Linked DNA regions of Sus scrofa: region 2 is linked to region 1. Evidence: chromatin contacts called from public Hi-C data. All regions are on one chromosome and are shown on one strand. Each heading gives the region's core, a stretch centred on a gene start, on an enhancer-like site or on the middle of the called end of the contact. The rest is flanking DNA. Distances are from core to core; before and after follow the strand shown.

Region 1 (7,206 bases), core at 1,749-4,248:
AGGGCCCTGCAGCCCCCAGGACACCGAGCCACAGGCTCTGCTTTACCCCACTTGCCGGGTCAGGGTGTACAGGAGCCCTGACCCTTCGTGGCAGGGGGCCGATGAGAGACTAGAGGGATGAGTTGGGCAGAGGGCTGGGCTCCTCCCACCTAGGCTGACTGCAGAAAAAGAGAAACATATTCTTGGAAAAAGAGAAACTGAATGCCAGGCTGTGGCCCATGGGGCTCAATGAAGCCCCCCAAAGCCCCAAGCACTGGGAGCTTTCTGGTAAGGTTTCCAAAAAAGGTGGAGGGTGAGACCTTGGGGCAGAGACAGGAACTCACCCATCCTGTGAGAAGCCAGAAAGGGACCGAGAGCCATCCTGCGGCAGGTGGTGCCTTTGCTGCAGTCGGTGGCCGGAGTTGGGGTCTGGAAGTGCTGAGGCTGTTGGGACACTGAGCCAAGCTCACAGTGACCTGGGAGCCTCAGCAGGTGACTGGGGCCCTTGTGGGAGCCAGCAATCTAGAGCTGCCAAGAGACCTTGGGCAAACATTTTTAAGGGCAGGGCAGCAGGCTGGCTGGCAAGGCAAGAAGAGGTCAGTCAGCACCTGAGAAGAGTGGGATTCTTGCCTTCTTCCGTGGCCAAGAGCTGAGAAGAGGGGTGGCACAGGACCCAGCCCCTGGCTGACCTGCTGGGGCCGAGGCTGTGAGAATTCACAGGTGAACCTGCTCCTCTCGGGGACATCAAGATCCAAAGCGGCAGCCTTGCTGACTAGCCAAGCCACACATCGTGCTCGCATACTTATTTTTCTTCACCCGTCACTTCCCTGTCGTATTACTGTACCAACTTGGTCCTGGCCTCTCTGTGCTTTAAGGGGGAAGGAGAAGGAGAAGAGGAAGAAAAGAAAATCGTAGTAATTAACCATTTGCTGTAGGTCAGATCCTGTGATTGGAGTTTTAGAACCTAGAGAGTAAGAACCATTAGCCCATTTTACAGGTGAGGAGACTGAGTCTCAAGGAGAGAATTGTTCAGTACCCAATCAGCAGAGATAGGCAGTTTCCCTGGGCTCCAGTGTGGGGTCCTCTCACACTTTCACATGTAAGCAGATCACTTGGCCGCCCTGTTAAATGGTAGATTCTGCTTCATGGGTCTGAATGGGGACTCAGGGTCCTGCATTTCTAACAGGGTCCCACGGGTAGTGGGTGCTGCTGGTCCTCAGACCACACTCTGCATGGCAGGGTCTGACACCCCTTCCTACCTCCCCAGGATACTGGCCCCACTTCAGCAAAGGGTCCCCTGTAGATGCCTGGTGTGTGCAGGTCCCTGGTTGAGACACCCCTCATGGAAAGATCCTGTGTCTGGAACAACATAGCACATCATTCCGTCCCCTGACCCCAACCTGGCCCTCATCTCCCCCAGGTGTCCAGCAAGAGTGTCACCCAGAGGGTGCTGAGGTTCTCAGTGTACCACGTGGACAAGCAGAGGAAGCACCAGCTCCTGGGCCAGGTGCTGTTCCCCCTGAAGAAAGAAATCCTGGCGGGCGACTGCCAGCGCATCATCTGGAGAGACCTGGAGGCCGAGAGCCTGGAGGTAAAGGTCAAGGTCACCAGACATGTGCTACTGTGTGTCACACTACCATGGACCTCCAGCTGGTGTGGCCCAGTACCTGCTGGCCAGCGTCAATCCTCAGCGTACCACCACCCCTACAAGTGTGACTAGAGAGGCATGGGCTGAGGGGGTGCGTGGAGCCCAACAGGGAGAGCCACCTGCAGCTCTTTTGGCCTGGAGGTCAGATTACCTGGAGCATCCTGAAAAACCCACATTTTGATTCCCATCCAAATCAGACTGCTGTGAAAGGCAACACCATACATGGACCAGCCAAGTCCCTCAAACCCCAGTGGGGGTCTGGGTGGCTCTGAATAGGCCTTGGAATCCCCCACACCTGGGCTTGAATCCCCAGCTCTGGTCATTACTACAGTGCACTCTTCAGTGGGCCCCTCAACTCCCCGGGCCTGTCTCCCCTTCTGTGAAATGGGGGATGAGCTTCAAGGAGGGAGTGTGGCTGTGAAATGTAGCTCCTTGGGCCTGGCTGCAGAGAGAAAGGGAGAAGGCCTGGCTCCTCCAGCACCTGCCAGGGTGACTGGGTGCTTTCCTCTCGGTCTCCCCAGCCTCCCTCAGAGTTTGGCGACCTCCAGTTCTGCCTCAGCTACAACGACTGCCTGAACCGCCTCACCGTGGTCGTGCTGCGAGCCAAGGGCCTCCGGCTCCAGGAGGACATGAGTTTTGTCAGTAAGTTTTCCTCTTGGGACAGGGCCACCCTGCGAGCTCAGGGCCTGGAGCTGGAGTCTGGCCCTCACCCCTGGCCATCCAGTTTCTGCTAGGATATGGCTGCCCTGAGCATCCATTCCTCCCAGGCCACACCCTCCCTCTCTGCACAGTTGTATGAGGAGCTGCTTCCTTGTTTTGACCCCCAAGGCTGCATCCCTTTGACCTCAAGACCCCTAAGGCCTCTGGGACCAACTGTGCCCCTCCCTTTTCACAAGTAGTGCCTTAGCTCCTCAACTGCGCTGCCTGCCTCCACCCCCACTCTTCTGGGAAGGTTCTGGTTCCTCAAGGGTGAGGTCCTGTGCCTCCCTGCCCCTGGGGGGAGGAGACAAGGGACACCCCTGCATGTGGAACTTGACACTGGACTGGACTCCTGGAGCTGGAGGAGCGGAGGCCCTGCTCTGGCTTGCCTCACACGTTCCACCCCCGCCGTGGACCCCCAGCAAGGTGGTGGTTGTCTAACCCCCGTGTGTCTCTGCAGCTGGGTCCCTGTAAGCAAGCTGGGATTCACCCTTCCCGTTGTGGGTCCAAAACCCATCTAAGCACCCCCCACAAAAAAAACACTTGGCCTCTGGAGGAGGTTTAAGGGACCCAGGAAGCCTGAGCCGCCAGCAGGCAGGGCCCGCCCCCCTGAAGAGGAGGGACGGGTGAGTGGTGCCAGGCTCAAGTTACAAGGGCCAGCCAAGCCGTGGGTGGTTCAGGAGGCAAAGGAAGAGAAGGGTGCTGAGCGTTTCCTCGGCTGTAAGCAGAACACTAATCAACCCAGTTTCCTCTTGTAACGCCCTTTGGCTGTAGCAGCTGTTGAGTAATGAGGTCCTGGCGCCCAGGCGGGGCATGCGGCCCCCAAGCCCGACCTCAACCCTGCATGCCCTCCCTGTGTGCCTTCCCAACCCATGGTCTGCACTGCCCCTCAGGTGTGTTTGTCAAAGTGTCTCTGATGAACCACAACAAGTTTGTCAAGAGCAAAAAGACCTCAGCTGTGCTGGGCTCCGCCAGCCCTGTGTACAGTGAGACCTTCAGCTTCAGGGTCGACCCTGCCGAGCTGGACACTGCCAGCCTCAGCCTGACAGTGCTGCAGAGCACCGGAGAGGACAGTAAGGCTGCTCCCTCACCCCCAGGCTGTTGGGGTGCCGGGCAAACCAGGGGCTGCATGCATTCGGGAAGCTTGGATCCTTTGGAGGAGGTTGTATGGTTTCTGATCTCTGCTTAAGGAAACTAGTGCTCAGAGAGGCTGAGGTATTTGCTCAAGGACACAGAGCTTGCTAGTGAGAGAGCTGGGATTCACACCCAGCATTTTCCAGTTTGACCATCTGCAGCACCCCAGAAAGGTTACAGGATGCTCTCTGCTACCCCATCTTGGGCAAGTCACCAGAGAGGCTGGGAGGCAACATGGCTACCTGCCACTGGCCAAGTGACCTGGTACCATGGGTCATTATGTGCCCTGCATTGTGTATGAGCTTTGAGGGTCCTGAGTAAGGTTCAGAGTGGATGAGAGGGTGTGTATCCCAGCCAGCTCTCCCACATGCACCCTCCCCCCGCCCCACCCCGGTGTCCATTGTCACTGAGGCAGAGCTGTCCAGCCAGCTGGTCTCATCAGCCAGAGCTTAAGACCCTTCTCCACTGTGGTAGCTGGTGGGTTAAAACTATTGCTGAATGTGCCCCCTGAATGTACAAGCCTTCTGATGGAAGAGGGCTTCATTCTGGGGGCCCCCCTTCCTTCCTCAGCCATTTGATGTGAGGCAGGTTTGATGGCCCTTCAGGAGGGTGGGGGCAGAGTGGGTGCCCCCGAAGAGCAGGCTCTCCGTTTGGACTCCCTTTTACCACCAGCTCCAGCTCCAGGTCCAGAGCAAAGTCAGAATTTCTTTGGAGGCTGTCAGTTCTGATTAAAGGGCAGGGGGCCTGGCCACTTCCTTCGAGGGGAGGAATGAGAGAGGGAAGGGCTGGGGATGGCTGAGGGTGTGGCTTCTGTGCTCCAGAGGGTGACAGTGTTCTCCTCCCCCGCAGGGAGCCATGAGCTGGGCCGGGTGGTGGTGGGCCCCTACATGTACGCCCGCGGCAAAGAGCTGGAGCACTGGAACGAGATGCTCAGCAAACCCAAGGAGCTGGTGAGGCGCTGGCATGCGCTCTGCTGTACCACCGAGCTTTGACTTAGGTGGGACCCTCAGGTCTGCTCCGGGAGGCCTCTTCCCATAGCCATGCCTGACAGCCACAGGCCTGAACGCTACATCCAGCATCTCATTGGGCTGTGGGGCCAGCCCGAGCTGGGGGAACATGAATGCTGATGTGCAGGAGAGAAGAGGGGAAAAAGAGCCCCGGGTGGGGCAGCGGTATGGCTAGTGGTTAGCATCTCCCCAGCCTGAGAGCCCTCTGACTCACTCTGTCCTTCTATACCCACTGGGCTGCCTGGGCTGAGAATCCTGGCTCCTGGTTATCACCATCACAGTCTGGACCAGAATCTCACACACGCGGCAGAAATATTCTATTCAGTGATAGTGTAGCTGTGTCATCTGCGTGGAAGTGCCGGGTAAACTTGGAAAGCTGATGATGTGTTGATGCTCAGCCTACACTGTTTTTCTGCTGTGGTTTCTCTGCCTTCTGCCTTGTGAAGAAAGCAGGCTGCTCTGGGAGAAATAATGGGAGGGGGAGCAGGGGATATTTCAGTTGGTCCACAATAAAGAGCTCAGTCTGAGAACTAGGTGGAAGTGTAGGTCTGGAACAGTCCCAGGCTGCCCAGGCAACACAGTGTGCCTGCAGTTCAGGAGGGAAGGTACCTGGAATCATGACTGTGAGAGGATCTGTGGCCATGAGCAGCCTGCCCAGTACCAAGTGGTGGACAGGTTCTCAGTACCCGCTCCCAATGCTAGGCAAGGAAGAGCTCACCTCTGTGTTAGGTCCCTCCCCAGGGCTGTGTCTAATCCTGTCCCATGTCATGTCAAGTCTTGCCTGCAGCTCACCCTCCCCTGAATCCAAGGCCTCACACAGTTGGTTTGATAGGTGGTCTGCTACCAGTTTCTGTGGTTCCCCTGTTTAACAGCATTCAGCTCCGGGGGCTCTCACTTTGGGTAAGAAATGGTGAAAGCACATGGCCAAAGCATAGCCCACAGGACTGAGAGCTTTTCCTGCAAATCTAGCAATTCCATTACGGTTACTGCATTATGGTAGGCATCGGTGTTAACTTCATTAAGATAGAGGTTCTGAAACCACCGTCATCAACTCCCCATGCAGATGCACTCAGGGTCCTGGGAGCCCATGGGCTTGTCACTGTCACTTACCAGGCAGTTTGTATTTTCACCCAAATGCTACTGAACTGGCAGATTCAAGCCCAGTTACTGTTAATTAAAACAACACTTAGACAACCTACAGAACAGGAGAAAATAGTTGTAAATGATGCAACCAACAAGGGCTTAATCTCCAAAATATACAAACAAGTCATACAACTCAACAGCAAAAAAAAAACCAACAACCCAAATGAAAAAAATGGGTAAAAGACCTAAATAGACATTTCTCCAAAGAAGACATGCGGATGGCCAACAGACACATGAAAAAATGTTCAACATCACTAATTGTTAGAGAAATGCAAATCAAAACTATAGTGAGCTGCCGCCTCATATCAGTCAGAATGGCCATCATTAATAAGTCTACAAATGACAAATGCTGGAGAGGGTGTGGAGAAAAGGGAACCTTTCTACACTGTTGGTGGGAATGTGAATTGGTACAAAGATCTATGGAAAACAGTATGGAGGTACCTCAGAAAACTAAATATAGAACTACCATATGATCCAGCACTCCCACTCTTGACCACAAATCTGGACAAAACTTTCATTCAAAAAGATGCATGCATCATTGTACAATGATAAATGTAATAAAATTCATTAAGTTAAAAAAAAAAACCTTCAAGAAAAAAGATATATGCACCCGTATGTTCACTGCAGCACTATTTGCAATAGGCAAGACATGGAAACAACCTAAATGTCCATTGACAGATGAATGGATTAAGAAGATGTGGTAAATATACACAATGGAATACTACTTAGCCTTAAAAAAAGAACAAAATAATGCCATGTGCAGCAACATGGATGGAACTAGAGATTCTCACACTAAGTGAAGTAAGTCAGAAAGAGAAGGATAAATACCATATGATGTCACTTATATGTGGAATCTAAAATATGGCACAGATGAACCTATCTACAGAACAGAAATAGACTCATAGACATGGAAAACAGACTAGTAATTGCCAAGGGGAGGGGTAGTGGGATGGACTGGGAGTTTGGGGTTAGTAGATGCAAACTATTATGTTTAGAATGGATAAGCAAAAAAAAAAAAAAGAATGGATAAGCAATGAGGTCCTACTGTATAGCATGGGAACTATATCCAGTCGCTTGTGATGGAACATGATGGAAGATACGAGAAAAATAATGTATATATGTGTATTAACTGGGTCACTTTGCTGTACAGCAAAAATTGACAGAACATTGTAAATCAACTATAATAAAAATTTTTTTGGATTTCCCATCATGGCTCAGCTGAAACGAATCCGACTAGGAACCATGAGGTTGCAGGTTTGATCCCTGCCCTTGCTCAGTGGGTTAAGGATCCCAAGTGGCTGTGAGCTGTGGTGTAGGTCACAGACACGGCTTGGACCTGGCGTTGCTGTGGCTGTGGTGTAGGTTGGCAGCTGTAGCTCCAACTTGATCCTTAGCCTAGGAACTTCCATATGCAAAAAACAAACAAACAAAAAAACACGTTCTCTATGTGTCTGAATAGCTGGCTACTAAAATGGAACTATTGCCACTTCACCTGGGGTCCTGAGACCACAGGTACCAACCACCTCCACATTTTCAAGGGAATGTTCATGCCTATCAGTGGCCTTTCCAAGGCCACTTGGAAAAGTTGGTAAGTAT
Region 2 (7,206 bases), core at 3,367-5,866, 40 kb before region 1:
CCGGAGGGCGGCTCCACACAGCTTCAAACACTCTTGAGCGGTGATTGGATGGGAAACACCTACTCCTGAGAGAGGTGGGAGGAGCTACCTCCCAGAGCTGACCTGTCCCAACCCCAGTCCAGGTAGCAACCCCTTAGCTCCAGAAGGGAGCCCACTGTGGGGGCAACACTGCCCGGCTGGGGGTCCTCAGCTCCACATGGCAGACAGTTTGCAGAGACCAGGTTCCCACAGGGGACGTGAGCACTCTCTGAGTGTATAACCATGGCATCCAGCGGTCACATGACGGGATGTGAGGATGTCCTGGGTGTGACCCTTGGATAGAGTGTCAGGCCATGGGTCCCCGTGGGCCAGTGCTGGTGGTGCAGGGCCTCCAGGAAACTCCCCTCAACTGCAATTCCCCCAAGTTTCCTTACTCCTTCCTGCGGTCTGCACTCGCTCCTTTGAGAAACCATCTCCCCACAGATCCCCCCCATTTGCCTCTAGCATTGAAGCCCCCCCTCCATGGGGCAAGATGGTGGACAGATGAGGCTAAGGAATGGCCTGGGGACTCCAGACATCCACAGGCTGCCCCCAGGCTGCAACACACCCAGCCCACGGGTCTTGAGCCCACAGACGAAAGGTCGCCTTCCTCTCCAGGCTGGCTGTGAAGCAGCCACACAGAGCTTCCACCCCAGCCAAACGGCCCTGGTAGAGAACAACCCAGGCCAGAGGGAGGTTGGACCCAGGAAACTGCACAATGACAGGCCCTCTGTAGTGTGTACAGTCAGCTCCCAGAGACCCTCGGAAGGGAAGGCCCCTGCCCCCACCACCTTCACCCATAACGCTATGTCCTGCCCCTGGCCGGCTGCTGTGCTGCTTCAGAATGGGAGCCTTCGTTGCCAGCACCTGTGGCAGGCAGGGTAGTGATGTGTCTGAGCCTGGGACAGAGAGGAAGGGCTGGGGAGGGGAGTGGAGGGAAAGGAAGGAAATGGAAAGCCAGGGAAGCAGGGAGGGTAGAGCAGGGACTTCACAGCAGGTTCAAAGGCCGTGGCCACTGAAAACAATGAAGCTCCTGGAAGGGATCTGGAATTGAACAGACATCAAAGGGAAACCTGGGAACTGCTAAGTCAAATTTGTAGGGTGTTTTTCCCTTTTCTTCTTCTTCTTTTTTTTTTTTTTTTTCCTTTTTATGGTTTCACCTGCGGCATAGGGAAATTCCCAGGCTAGGGGTCCAATCAGAGCTGCCGCTGCCGCCTACAGCACAGCCACAGCAACACCAGATCCGAGCCATATCTGTAACCTACGCCACTTCTTGCAGCAATGCCAGATCCTTAACCCACTGAGAGAGACCAGGGATGGAATCAGCATCCTCACAGACACTATGTCAGGTTCTTAACCCGCTGAGCCACAACAGGAACTCCAGGTTTTGTTTTTTGTCTTTTTTGCCACGTTGGGCATGCGGAAGTTCCTGATCAAACCCGTGCCACAACAGTGACCTGAGCTGCTGCTAAAGTTTGTAATTTAGTCAGTACTGTACCAAAGTTAATTGCTGGGTTGTTGACAAATACACCATGGTTATATGCTGGATGAGGGGTATGCAATAACTACCTTTGCAACACTTCCGTAAATTTAGTATTACCCCCAAATTGAAACTTTTAATTTTTAGTTATTTATTTTTTTGGCCATGACTGCAGCATGTGGAACTTCCCAGGTCAGGGATCGAACCCATGCTACAGCAGTAACCAGAGCCACAGCAGTGACAACACCAGATCCTTAACCCACTAGGCCACCAGGGAATTCTTAAACTTTTTTTAAAAAATGCTGTGATAGGGAGTTCCTGTCATGGTGCAGCGGTTAATGAATCCGACTAGGAACCATGAGGTTGCGGGTTCAATCCCTGGCCTTGCTCAGTGGGTTAAGGATCTGGCGTTGCTGTGAGCTGTGGTGTAGGTTGCAGACTCAGCTCCGATCAGGCATTGCTGTGGCTGTGGTGTAGGCTGGCGGCTACAGCTCTGATTAGACCCCTAGCCTGGGAATCTCCATATGCCGTGGAAGCAGCCCTAGAAAAGGCAGAAGGACAAAAAAAAAAAAAAAAAAAAAAAATGCCATGATAGCAGAAATGGCACCTTAGGAAATCAGAAGCCTCTTGCACTTTCTGTTATGGCTCAAGGCTTATAAGTGGACTGGTGGCCCCAGAGAAGCCTGGCTTTGGAGGCAGAATGCTCTGGGTTGTCATGCAGCAGGGCAGCTCATCACCTTGCACTCTCACCCAGCTACTCGCCCCTCTCGCTGTGCTTCTGATGGGGAGGATGCCCCACAGAGCTCTCACCTCTGCTTGTCTGGAGCCCACTGCCTGGCACACAGTGGGTGCTCCACCAAAGGGGGTCAGCCTTCACTCTTCTATGGCACCTACCAAAATGGAATGTGGGGGAGCCCCACCTGAGCCCAGCAACCACTCAGCATGGATACAGAAATCAAGGACCCCTGCAGGCTTGGCCCACCAGGCTGCTTGTGTCTCGAGGGCACAAGTGGAATGTAGACAAGGCCACAAGACTTTGGTCAGATCAATGATGGAAGCCAGCGTGGAGATGCCAGAGGAGGCTGCAGTCCCAGCAAGAAGCAGAAGGAAAATGCTTTTCTCCTCCCAGCCTTGATTCCAGAGGTCGGGTCAGGGCAGGCTGGCCAGCCGAGCACATGCGTTGTCTACCTGGCACACACTCTCAGGTACAGCAGCTGCTGTAGGGTCCTGGATGGGAGCCACCTGGGTGGCAGCCCCTCTAAGGGTTGAGAAGGTCAAGATGCCCATGGCCACCAACAGGAGACACTCATGTAGACAGTAGTCTTTGGGTAATAAAGACTATGTCAAATGTAGGTTCATCAATTGTCACAAATGTACACTCTGGTGGGGTTCTGGTAACGGGGGAGGCTGTGCTTGTGTGGGGACAGGAGGCAAATGGGAAATCTCTGTACCTTCCTCTCAATTCTGCTGTGACCCTAAAAGTGCTCTTAAAAAATTGTCTAAGAAAATGTAAACAAAAAATACGTGGGAATTCCCACTGTGGCACAGTGGGTTAAGAAGCCAGCTACATTGGCTTGGGTTGCTGCAAAAGCATGGGTTTGGTCCTTGGCCTGGTACAGTGGGTTAAAGGATATGGTGTTGCCACAGCTGTGGTGTAGGTTGCAGCTGCAGCTTGGATGCATTCCCTGGCCCGGGGGACTTCCACATGCCATGGGTGAGGCCATTTTATATATACATACATACACATATCTGTGAGAGTTCCCATTGTGGTGCAGTGGAAACGAATCCAACTAGTATCCATGGGGATGTGGGTTTGATCCCTGGCCTTGCTCAGTGGGTTAAGGATCAGATGTTGCTGGGAGCTGTGGTGTAGGTGGAAGACATGGCTTGGATCTGGTGTTGCTGTGGCTGTGGCGTAGGCTGGCAGCTATAGCTCTGATTCGACCCCTAGCCTGGGAACCTCCATATGCCACGGGTACAGCCCTAAAAAGCAAAAAGAAAACGGAGAGAGGAGTGCTTGTCCTGGACACACGCACTCCCCTTCCCCCATTAAAGAGGAAAAGCCTGTCCCCGTGCAAGTTCTACTCTCTCTTTCAACCCCAGGCACACCCCGCAGCCACACTTCAGTTGAGAGGCTTTCTCCAGCCCTCCTGCTCAAAGAGCTGCAAAGAACAGGCTCTCCTTTCACCTCTCTCTTAGCTGCCATCACCCCTGGCACACCCAGGCAGCCTTAGGTGCCAACAGAGCCAGTGGAAATCATGCCAGGTAAGGAGTGATGGAGGGAAAGCCCCTCAGAACAAGCTCCCCACTGCAGTGAACTTTAGGCCCCAGTCCCTCTCTGACAGTCAACTCTAACTCATGCCTCCTCCTCAAGCCCACTGCCCCCCATTCTCCCTCTGCTAGACAGGATCAGTCCCCCGTGAGCAGAGGCACACTCCTGGCAGAGCACACCTGCTCTCCCAAGGCCCAGGAAGAGGACCCTCATGGGGTAGGTCCACAGGGCACATTTAGAGGCTCTAGGTGAGTTTAAAGGCAAAGGCAGCCAAAGAAGGGTTACAAGACAAGGCCCCTACCCCAGCCCCCATGGCATGTGTAACTTGCTTTTGGAGTCAAAGATATATGCCCATGGAGGCTGTCTTGCCTTTCAAAGTCCGAAATTGCCCCCCCCTCCCCTTTCTGGTACCAGAACCGCACCCCACACCCACCTCTTCGCCTTGCCTGGATTCCACCCCCTCCACCCCCTTCGTCTCTTTCCTCCCCTCTGGAATTTTCCGGGAGTGGCGGGAGGCGGGGAGGGAAAGGCACAGGGACCGAATATGGTCGTGACTGCCATTCCCCTGCCCCGCCCTGTCTCTCCTGCCCTCGGTGGGACCCGAGGGAGTCCGCTCGTGCCAGACCGGGTTACAATAGCTCAGCCGGCGCCTGCAGGTGCATCTGGAGGGCGACGCGGCGGCCACTAGAGGGCGCCCGGGCCTCTCCGGCGGGGCTGCGCAGCCTGGGAACCAGCCCCTTACCGAAGCCCTTGACCGATTCAACCTCCCACGAGGGGCCGACGCCCCCTGCAGTCGCTGTCAATCTCCCCGAAGCCCCTGACAGACCTCCCCTTCCCAGTGCCATCCAGCATTCCCCAGTTCATGGAGAGGGGGCGGGAGGAGGAAAGGGGGCTTCCCAGCCCCAATTCCGTAACCACAAGGGACCTAGGACGCCTAAGAGGAGGCCAGGAAGGGACTAGGTGCAAAATGGAAGGGGCCGGCAAAAGACTCGGTAATCAAGATAACTCATATTTTCATGCAATATTTTTAAATCAAAATTAATCCTAAAAAGAAGCGATCAAATACCAGAAATTCAAATAAAGTTAGGATCCAGCCTCCCTCCTAGTTGTCCTGCCCTCAGCAAGTCTCAGGCAGAGTTCCTGGTGCCTCCAGTAGCGCCCAGCGCTCTGGGTCCCAGCCCCTCTGGAACCACCGCCCTGCTGGATCCTGCCTCCCCCTTCTCTAGCCCAGTGGTGTGACCATGGAAGAGGCTGTGGGGGGCCCAGGGGATTGTATCAGGGGAGAAGGGAGTTCGGTTGAAATCTTCTCAAGAAGCCCCTTCTGCTCTCCCTGAATTCCCTCAAGTCTGAAAGGAAAGAAAATGAAACAGTGTCCACAGAGCCTGCATACAGAGTAGTGCCCTTGGCCACTACCTTCCCAGACCCTTGACAACTAAAACTGAGACACCAACAGAGAGGGTGAGGCAGGCTAAAGGGGAGGGGCCGAGTGGGCCTGGGGTGAGGGGCAATTCCACCCCTCCCAGCTGGACTCCAGCACCCCAGGTGTAGTTCTTTGTTGAGCCATGGAAAATTCCAGCCCCAACAGAGGCTCCTTCTGTGAGTCAAGCTCAGGCGTTCTCAGTGGGCGCCTTCTCAGCATCTCTGAAGTCTTTTCAGGAGTCTCCTTCCCCTGCCCCCAGCCCTGGCTTCTAGACACAAGTCCAGCCCCACACAGGAGGGAAACAGAGACTAGACAGCATGGTGTGTCCCTATCGAGGCCAGGCCATGCCTCAAACTAATTACAAGCCAAGCCAGGGCTAATAAAGGACTGACAGTGTGCCCTTCTAGCTGGATCAAAGCCTCTTTGCTCACCCAGCAGGATCACTCACCACTGATTTCTCTTTTCGGGCAAAAGCAATGGAAACAACCTGACAAAGCAACCCCAGGGAGTCCCAGGAAGGCCTCCTTCTCCAGGGAGAGGCTCAGAAGCTATCTGGCAAGCGCAGATGCTTTGGTTTGTAGGACAGATGAAGAGGAGGGGCCTAGATACATGGGAATCAGGAATGCCAAGACCTTGACCACAAGGAGAGACTGCTGTCTGGAGCAGGAGGGCTAAGGCAGCGTGGAGCCTTGGCAGAAAAGGATGGAAGCAGGGGGAGGGGCAGTGAGCTGCAGAAGCTTTCTAGCAGGACCTGCTGTGTAGCACAGGGCACTTTACCTGATACTCAGTGATCAAATATATGGCAAAGAATCTGAAAAAGAATGGATGTCTGGGGAGTTCCCATGTGGCTCAGTGGTAATGAGCCTGAATAGGATCCAAGAGGATGCGGGTTCGATCCCTGGCCTTGCTCAGTGGGTTAAGGATCCGGCATTGCCGCCAGCTGTGGTGTAGGTCGCAGATGAGGCTCGGATCCTACATGGCTGTGGCTGAGGTGTAGGCCGGCGGCTACAGCTCTGATTCAACCCCAAGCCTGGGAACTTCCATATGCTGCATGTGTGGCCCTAAAAAGCAAAAAATAGTAATAACAATAAAGACTGGAGGTCTGTACGTATATAATGGAATCACTGTTGTACAGCAGAAATTATCACAACATTGTACCTTAACTATACTCTAATAAAACAAAACAAAAAAAGGTTTCTGGGGACAAAGAGGACATGAGTCAGAAAAAGAGAAGAGGGGGGAAGCTGAAACCATAGAGAAGTAGGGGGTGGAGAAGAAAGAGCACCAAGAGCAGTGGGTGCAGGGCCTACAGCTCCCCGCTGCTTCCACGGTGCGTGCACCACGCTGAGGACAAGCACTGTGTCTTTTCTGGGGAGAGATGTAGGGAAGCAGACAAAAGCTCCTAGGGAGCCTGTTACAGGCTGGTGGTGAGAGATGGGATGGTCTCCTTACCTTGGCTCTGGGAATCAGGGTTTCTGAGGACCAGAGCCAGAGCACACGTGACCCAGGCAGGGTTCAAGGCAGAGGGTGAAGGACCTGGAAAGAGGCGCTGAGTGAGGAAGGGTTCAGGAAACAACGTGGGCCTTAAGAAGTGCCAAGCCGGCAGGGCAAGAGCTAGCCTGCTGGTGGCTGTGGAGGTGGTACCCAACAACAGCAGTCGTGCTGGGTGCTAACTCAGTGCCAGGCACCTTCACCTGAGGTGGGTTACGTCATTCACGCCCCACAGCAAGCCCGAAGAGGGAGGAACCACTGTCATCCCCATTTTACAGACAAGGAAGTTGAGGATCAGCCAAGTTAGTGACTTGTCTAAGATCTTGCGTTTATAGATGAGAAACAGGATTCAAACTCAAGATTTAGACCACTAAGCTTCAGTGCCCCCTCCATATCTTAAGTATTGGGATCTGCATTGGGAAGACCCCACAAGCCCCCTGTGAGATAATCCAACGTACAGGGGATGGAGACCCAATCCAGCTCCGGAGGTGATATCACTGTGTGAAAGGGCCTTTCTCTGCTTTT

What was found. Hi-C and Micro-C count contacts between places; a contact is called where the count stands out from the background.
Region 2: a contact with region 1 is called in a Hi-C map of retroperitoneal adipose tissue, with 1.7 times the contacts expected there. The contact joins two enhancer-like sites. A contact is called at or near these places in 1 of 5 promoter capture datasets (liver), 18 of 47 Hi-C or Micro-C datasets (alveolar macrophages, brain, embryonic fibroblasts and 9 more) and 1 of 2 datasets of contacts at active chromatin or transcription factors (skeletal muscle).

The regions. Positions count from the first base shown.
Region 1 is chr14:88,122,398-88,129,603 of Sscrofa11.1, reverse strand. LOC100625711 (synaptotagmin-15) reads left to right here. Exons shown (of 8, transcript XM_003359269.4): 5 at 1,400-1,570; 6 at 2,149-2,269; 7 at 3,220-3,399; 8 at 4,310-5,772. The coding sequence ends at 4,452. Among named protein-coding and RNA genes, the nearest start is that of GPRIN2, 33 kb to the left of the region's middle. Within about 2 kb of position 2,998, at least 4 of the 83 cell types and tissues checked have an H3K27ac peak or open chromatin away from gene starts, as enhancers often do. A contact at or near this core is called in retroperitoneal adipose tissue, where this site is marked.
Region 2 is chr14:88,164,306-88,171,511 of Sscrofa11.1, reverse strand. No RefSeq gene overlaps it. Among named protein-coding and RNA genes, the nearest start is that of GPRIN2, 9.0 kb to the right of the region's middle. Within about 2 kb of position 4,616, at least 7 of the 83 cell types and tissues checked have an H3K27ac peak or open chromatin away from gene starts, as enhancers often do. A contact at or near this core is called in retroperitoneal adipose tissue, where this site is marked.